Linked DNA regions of Hordeum vulgare: region 1 is linked to region 2. Evidence: chromatin contacts called from public Hi-C data. All regions are on one chromosome and are shown on one strand. The core of a region is the stretch at or near the end of the contact, and the rest is flanking DNA. Distances in the headings are between cores, read along the strand shown. Region 1 holds the start of LOC123445823 (coronatine-insensitive protein homolog 1b). Region 2 holds the start of LOC123445807 (probable anion transporter 2, chloroplastic).

Region 1 (3,693 bases), core at 962-3,461, 190 kb after region 2:
GGGATGGAGGACAATCTTTAGATAGACAACAACCCAATCATTTTGTCACAACTGACAAGTAAAAGCAAAACATCATGATGTATGAAAAAAAATGTATTTGAACTATAAGCAAGAAAACAAATCGGGGCTTATTTCAACTTTCTAAAAAAACATGACTACAAGTTAAGGATTTGCATAAACTGTTGAGAAAAAGGAAGAGCTGTGATATCAATACTCAATATAACCTATTTTGTAATAAAGTTATACTTGTCATGCGCATGAAGCTTACCACAAAAGCCTCTGTTGGAAAAGGCAGTGCCTAGGATGCGCTTAGGCACGCCTAGGCGCTAGGCAATGGCCAAACGCCTCGCCTAGGGAATAAGAGAATGCCTAGGCAGGGCATGCAAGAAACTTTCTACCGAGAGAGAAATCACGCCATATTGCACTAATGTGTCAAACGGGCCATATTCCGAAGGAAGTAGCTGGTAGTTAACTTATATGTATGCTTTGAATTAAGATTATACACATATAATAACCATAAATACATCCTAATAGTAAATACTATATTACCGCTAGGCTACGCCTAGGGCGCCTATGCAATGCCTAGGCACTAGGCACACGCTAACCTCCTCGCTTACGCCTAACGCTTTTTCCAACCTTGATAAAAGCACGATTAAACCATAACACCTATTTCTAAAACTTTGTTGAGTCATGACTCAGCACAAAATGTCATATTCATGTACATTGATAGTTACATGATACTATGATATTTTCCGGTCTTGCTAGAAAACCCACAAGCAAATGAAAATGGTGACCTTGTGCTTTCTTTGGCTATAGTTGTAATATATGTGACTATTAACAAACACAATAAGTGTGTCTCTCGGGAGCTTGGAGTCTATTTTCATCCAATGCATTAGTATTTATTTGAAATTTCTACAAATGTCCATGGCTAGAAGTTAGACATTGCTTAATCGTTCACACACAATGTTAGCTTAGAGCATAACATATTTTGTCGTAGTTACAATTGTCATGTGTTGTAAGCTTACCATAAAGGTATAAGTGAAAGTGTAAAACACAACACATATTTGTAAAGTAACATAACACAAATCTGTAAAGTGTTTTCTGAATCGGGCACATCGCAACTCATATTGTTCTCCTCACGTACTTTGATAACTACACGCTATAAAGTTACCAAACCTATAAGAAGAATCCATAGTAAAAACTCTCAAGTAAATGAAAAATGTGAACCTAGGCTTTCTGAGCCTTGCAATTGTATGCTTCGTGTAACTAAATTTCAATACACAATTGTAATCAAGTCAAATACACTTCAAGCAAAGTTGCAATGGTAGGACGATTACATTCACTTTCCTGTCACGCTAAGAATACAATTAATTGATGCTAAATGGACAACACCTTTCGCGGATATACTTCAAGCAAAGTTCGCTATGATGATCACATTCAATTTCTTGCCAGGCTAATAATGTAATTAGTCGATGCTAAATCGCAGCATCTTTTGCGAATATACTTCAAGCAAAGTTGTAACGCTAGGATGACTACAGTTATTTTTCAGCCATGCTAAGAGTAGAATTAACCGATGCTAAATCAACAACATCCTTTGCGAATATACTTCAAGCAAAGTTGTAACGCTAGGACGGTTACAGTTATTTTCCATCCATGTCAAGAATAGAACTAATCAATACTGAATCGACAACATCTTTTCGAATATACTTCAAGCAAAGTTATAACGCTACAATTATTTTCCAGCCAAACTAAGAATACAATTAATCAATTACACATTTCACGGGGCAAAGTCGTAACGCTTGGACAATTACATTTAATTTTCTGCTAGTGCCAGGCTAAGAATCGACGACACCTTTTTGCGGATAAAAGTGAAGGATGCAACCAAGTGGCCAAAAACCCTAGACCTTTTTGCTGGTAAAATCTAGTAGTACAGCTAAAGAGATGTCACTGAGCTCCACACTCAAAAGGAGCTAATAGGCTGATGATCAATGATCGACATGAACCAACTCTCACGTGGCTCAGCTGCTATCCCAACCCCTCTTCTTGAAGGCCACCATCATCGCGGGGTCACCACATCCACACCACAGGGTTGCGTCCCAGCCGGCGTGAGTGTGTGTGGCCGAAGCAATTCCACCACCTGAGCCGGAGCCGACGTGGCGCTGGATCGCGAGGAAGTAAAGCGGCCTCTCCACCAATCCACATCCCCACACTTCTCCCTCCAATAATTCTCTCCGCCTCTGCACTAGCATCAGAGCAAAGCCAGCCAGCGGGGGGAGGGAGGGAAAGGGAGGCAAAATCCCCATGCCTCAGCCCCTCGCCGGACCAGATCCCCGGCGAGCCAGCGCGGGGGATTAGGCGGGGAGAGGCCCGATCGATGGGCGGGGAGGCCCCGGAGCCGCGGCGGCTGACCCGCGCGCTCAGCGTGGACGGCAGCGGCGTCCCGGAGGAGGCGCTGCACCTGGTGTTCGGGTACGTCGACGACCCGCGCGACCGGGAGGCGGCGTCGCTGGCCTGCCGCCGGTGGCACCACATCGACGCGCTCACGCGGAAGCATGTCACCGTGCCCTTCTGCTACGCGGTTTCCCCGGCACGCCTGCTCGCGCGCTTCCCGCGCCTCGAGTCGCTCGGGGTCAAGGGCAAGCCCCGCGCCGCCATGTACGGCCTCATCTCCGACGACTGGGGCGCCTACGCTCGCCCCTGGATAGCCGAGCTCGCTGCCCCGCTCGAGTGCCTCAAGGCGCTCCACCTGCGCCGCATGGTCGTCACCGACGACGACCTCGCCGCCCTTGTCCTCGCCCGCGGCCACATGCTGCAGGAGCTCAAGCTCGACAAGTGCTCTGGCTTCTCCACCGACGCCCTCCGCCTCGTCGCCCGATCCTGCAGGTACTGCAACTTCTCCATTTGGTAAAATCCTATTGGCTCCGATCTCCTATCTGCGCGCGCGCGCGAGAGAGAGAGAAGTACGCCGGAATTGGGGTTTGGGGGTCAGCGATATAGTGACTGGACGGAGAATCCAGCTGCCGCTTGGTCGATGTCCCGAAGTAGTAGGCGCAATGATACAACACCCCTTATGGATTTCCATAACTAGAAACTTGTTCTTCCACGGGGTAATATTTACCCAAAGTAGTTCGAGATCTGGACGCCCGTTGCTATCCCTACTCTCCTAATATGATGATGGTACAACCACAGCAAAGCACAGTTCACTGTCTTTACAAGTGTGTTCGCGTCGTTAGAGTAAGGTTGCCTTGTAAGTGCGGTGTATCTATCTACCTTGTGCCTTTTGTCTCCTTCATAATTGATCAATTGAATGTTCTGCATTCTGGTTGTTGCTGATGATGCACAAGAGTCCATTTCTCAGCATTTATATTTCCAAGTAATTTGCAAGAGCTCACCAAATCTGGCAGGAAGAAGGTGTAAGGTAACTGATTGCCAAACCAATAGTGATTGGCTTGACCTAAAGCTGGCTCGTCTTTTACTCGAATTCGTACTGTTATACAGAATTAATGGTCAAGTTGTTTGTTGTTTCTGTTATCAGTTAATTCTAGCATGGACACTTGGGCAGTGTTATGTAATGTCAGGCTGACCATGTTTACATTCCTTTCTCAGTTTCCCTTTTTTCAAATTTGTACTGGTTTGGTCATCCTGAAGAGGGAGCATTCGATGTGTTCTTTGGAAAAACTGAGTCATGAAATA
Region 2 (3,642 bases), core at 843-3,342:
AGAGCTAAACTAATTCTTCTAACACCATATGTTTTACTCCCTCCGATCTAAATTAATTGCTGCTGCTTTAGTACACTATTGTGATTGATCTCAAAGAAGTAGATTATATCGGCTTATGTTGCTCCAAGCGTTGGTGAAGGTTACTGCTTTTGTCTGCTCTGCTTTAGGCATCTGAGATTACTGTTGCTTGGAGCAGAGTACTTAAATGTCCATGCTGAGTAAATTCAATGGGTGATATGAGCTACTTACTTTGGTAAGAAAGTGCTCATCGTCGGAAATGCAACACCTTCTGCAACGCCAAAAAGCACACGAACAGCAAGCAACATAGTGGCGGATTGAGAGGCGGCCCATGGAGTGAGGAAAGTGGCCAAGGACCAGAGTGCAGCAGCACCTGCCATCACCTTCTTCCCCCCGTATCGGTCCGCCAAAGCTCCTCCAACCATGGATGAGAAAACATACCCCCATAGAAATGATGACTGCAGCAGTGGTGGGAAAGTTTAATCTCGAGTCAATCAATCGGAACATCAACAATCATGCACTAATGGATATCAATAATTTTCTGTGTTTTTCTCGTCTAGTTACTCATGCTTAATGGTTGTTAAAAATGCTGAAGTATTCGAATCTCCAACCACAATATGCATGCTGCATTAGTTCATATATCATATCATCATACACTTGCTGAATGACGTCTAGTAATGGTTGTGCAATGGTGTTTAAGCCTTAAGGAGTAGCAACTGATGCAATCAATCTTTCTGGTCCCAGTAACCAGGTATTGAGGTAAACAACAGTCAGTGGTGTTGTAATGATCTGATACAGTTCATGTAGCATATCATCCATCAGATTGGATGTTTCAAGTGTCCAATTGTCAAATTTAAACATTGTACTTATAAATCAGGAAACAATAGCAGCTCAAGTTGCTGACTTATCCCCATGTACTGCTTGCTAATTTTTTGGCTTCTGTCGCAAAATCGACCCTTGAAATATCCTATATGAAGGCCCCTGCAAGAACCATATTGTATAGACATGTGTAGCACGAGCTCGTGGTGTTAACTTGGTTCCATCAGGCAGCCTGGCTTAAAAGAATGTAATGCTTCGGTCGTTCCCATGGCTCAATCTGAAGTTGATACATCATGCATAGTGGACTTTTGGTATAAGAAATGTATACTCAACTAATGGTTGGAACCTTTTTGTCATTACCGAGTTCTTGCTTAAGGTCAGAGCAAAATGACCCTCACTTTACTTTCTGCTGATGTTGAGGCGTAAATTAACATGGCAAGGAGTGGGCGGGCGTACCTGGACGATGCCGACGAAGGAGCTGGACCAGCCGTGCTGCGCGGCGAGCGGCACGACGGCGACGGACATGACGACCCGGTCGGCGTTGCAGAGCAGCATGACGGCCGCCACGAGCGCCACAACCTTGGCCCGCTCGGGCAGCGCCGGCACGCTGGCCACGGCGGCGGCCGCGCCGCCATGGCGGACCCCCTCCAGGCTGGCGCTGCACGTGGCGACGACCTCCCGCCCGCCCCGCCTCCTCGCCCTCCCGCCATCCCCAACCAAACCGACAACGGCGTCGCCCCTGCCGCTGCTACTGGCAGTGGCACAGCCGACGCCTCTGCCGCAGCCATCCGCGGCCGAGCCCAACGAAGAAGAAGAAGAAGCGGATATCCGCAGCCTTGTCGGCTCCAGGCTGACGGCCCCGACCCTGGCGGATCTGTACCTGGCCGGGCCAGCGGCCGGCTTGACGGACACGCAGGATCTCACCGACGCCATGATCCGCGCGAGGAGGTGACTGGAGCTGACCGGGCGTGCTCAGAGAGGCGGAGCAGAGACCGGAAGATGCTTGGTGTATGCCATGGTAATTAAGGAGTACGAGGCAGACAAGTGGTAGTACGATTGACCAACTGGGTTGGTTGGTGGTATAAATTTGGGACCTCGGGGAGGACGAAAGGTGGTAGGTTGCGGATCCCAGAAGATGTGGGAGCGGGCGGGGTTGTTAGCTAGCGCTGATCGGCTAGGGGGGGAATGGTCAAGGCAATTGCTGCTGGGTGGCGCCGTCGCGCGGCCGGTGCGGTGGGCACCTACCGTGTGCCGCGCCGAGTCGCCACCTACCCGGCTGGCGCCCGAGCCAAAGCGGCGACGCGAGGAGGAGGAGGAGGAGTCAGGGAGCTCGATGGCGACCGCTCCATGAGAAATTGAGAATGGAAAACAAGACTGCTAACCAAGACTGGACTGGGCCAAATTCACCGTTTTGACTCTCTTTTTTATAGTTTAGCCCGATCCAAATCCGTTTATGAAAAAAAAATCGGATCTAATTCTTTTCTATCGTTGTGCCGATAGACATACACTCTATAGGGTCACTTTGTGTGGCGATATAGTTTCGGTTAACGCAGACGGCATCGTTTGATCCTGCTGACGTGGATAAATAGGTACCATTATAGAAAGTGACGGTAGGGTGTAGTTTTCTATCGTCACAACATGTGACAGTAGGGCGTTTACACACTTAATTTTTCTATGATGGAATTGACTATCTGAACACCCTACCGCTACCTGTTGCGATGGTAGGCATATACATCCTACTATCATTTCTTATGACAGTAGTCACTTATTCACATCAACGGAGTTAAAAGACGTCGTATGTGTTGATCCGAACCCTACCGCCACATGAAACGGTAATAGGGGGTGTATGTCTTTCGTCATAGCGGATGACGGTAGGAAAAAATTAGATAAAAAAATTATAAACAAAATTAGATCTTGCTAAACTATGTCAAAAGAATTAAAACAGTAAAATCGTCCACTAGACTGTTGGTCCTAGATGTTGACATTTCAGATTCAGGGCAGCGGTGCGCCTGGTTTTAGAAACAGGCTCGGTTTTGCTTTGGGCACCAAACGCAACTTTCAAACGCATGCTATTTTTTTTAGGAAAGGAGGCCCATCTCCGCCTTCTGCATCAGAAAGATGCAAGATCATCTTTATTTAAAGTGCTGAAAAAATCTACAGTTCAGTACAAGTTTATGAAGAGCTGAAAATTCAAAAGATAAATAGCGACAACCGACGTACAATAAGACTAGAAACCTATCCGGTTATTCTATTATTAGACCGTCATCAAAACCGATTGAAAATATCCTGAGCTATCATCTTTCATTGGATAGATCCAATAGCCAAAGAATCTCTGTTCTCCGCAGTAGTGAGTAGCGAACAAGTACGGATCAAAGACGTTGCCCTATGCAAAACCAGCAAAAAATTGATTTGATATTTCCCGTTAAAGATCATGTCATTCTTACAGTTCCATATAGCCCACAGTAACGCACAAACTCTTATGTGAATCTATCTCTCCGTACAGATATCTACTCCGCCTAGCCACGTCCCAAACAACGACTGAATGCTAGTTGAAGGCGTGATATTAAAGGCTATATGGATCGAACTCCATAATAATTTTGCCAGCGGGCGATCGAAAAAGAGGTGTTTGATCGTCTCAGACTTATCACAGAAGCTACATCTTTTGTTACCAGCCCAATTAAGCTTAGCCAAATTATCCTTAGTAAGAATCACTTTCTTGTGAACGAACCACATGGAAATTTTGATTCTTAAAGGCACTTTAATCTTTTAATTATGAATCAATTTTGGGATTGATCCAGAATCAAT

Evidence for each region. A called contact is a pair of places that touch in the nucleus more often than the background predicts.
Region 1: a Hi-C map of seedling shows a contact between it and region 2, with 2.2 times the contacts expected there. The contact joins the promoter of LOC123445823 here to the promoter of LOC123445807 in region 2. A contact is called at or near these places in 3 of 6 Hi-C or Micro-C datasets (leaf and seedling).

The regions. Positions count from the first base shown.
Region 1 is chr1H:466,896,913-466,900,605 of MorexV3_pseudomolecules_assembly, forward strand. It overlaps LOC123445823 (coronatine-insensitive protein homolog 1b), which reads left to right and starts at 2,212. Exons shown (of 3, transcript XM_045122811.1): 1 at 2,212-2,883. The coding sequence starts at 2,375.
Region 2 is chr1H:466,703,955-466,707,596 of MorexV3_pseudomolecules_assembly, forward strand. LOC123445807 (probable anion transporter 2, chloroplastic) reads right to left here and starts at 2,093. Exons shown (of 7, transcript XM_045122810.1): 1 at 1,294-2,093; 2 at 250-476. The coding sequence starts at 1,770.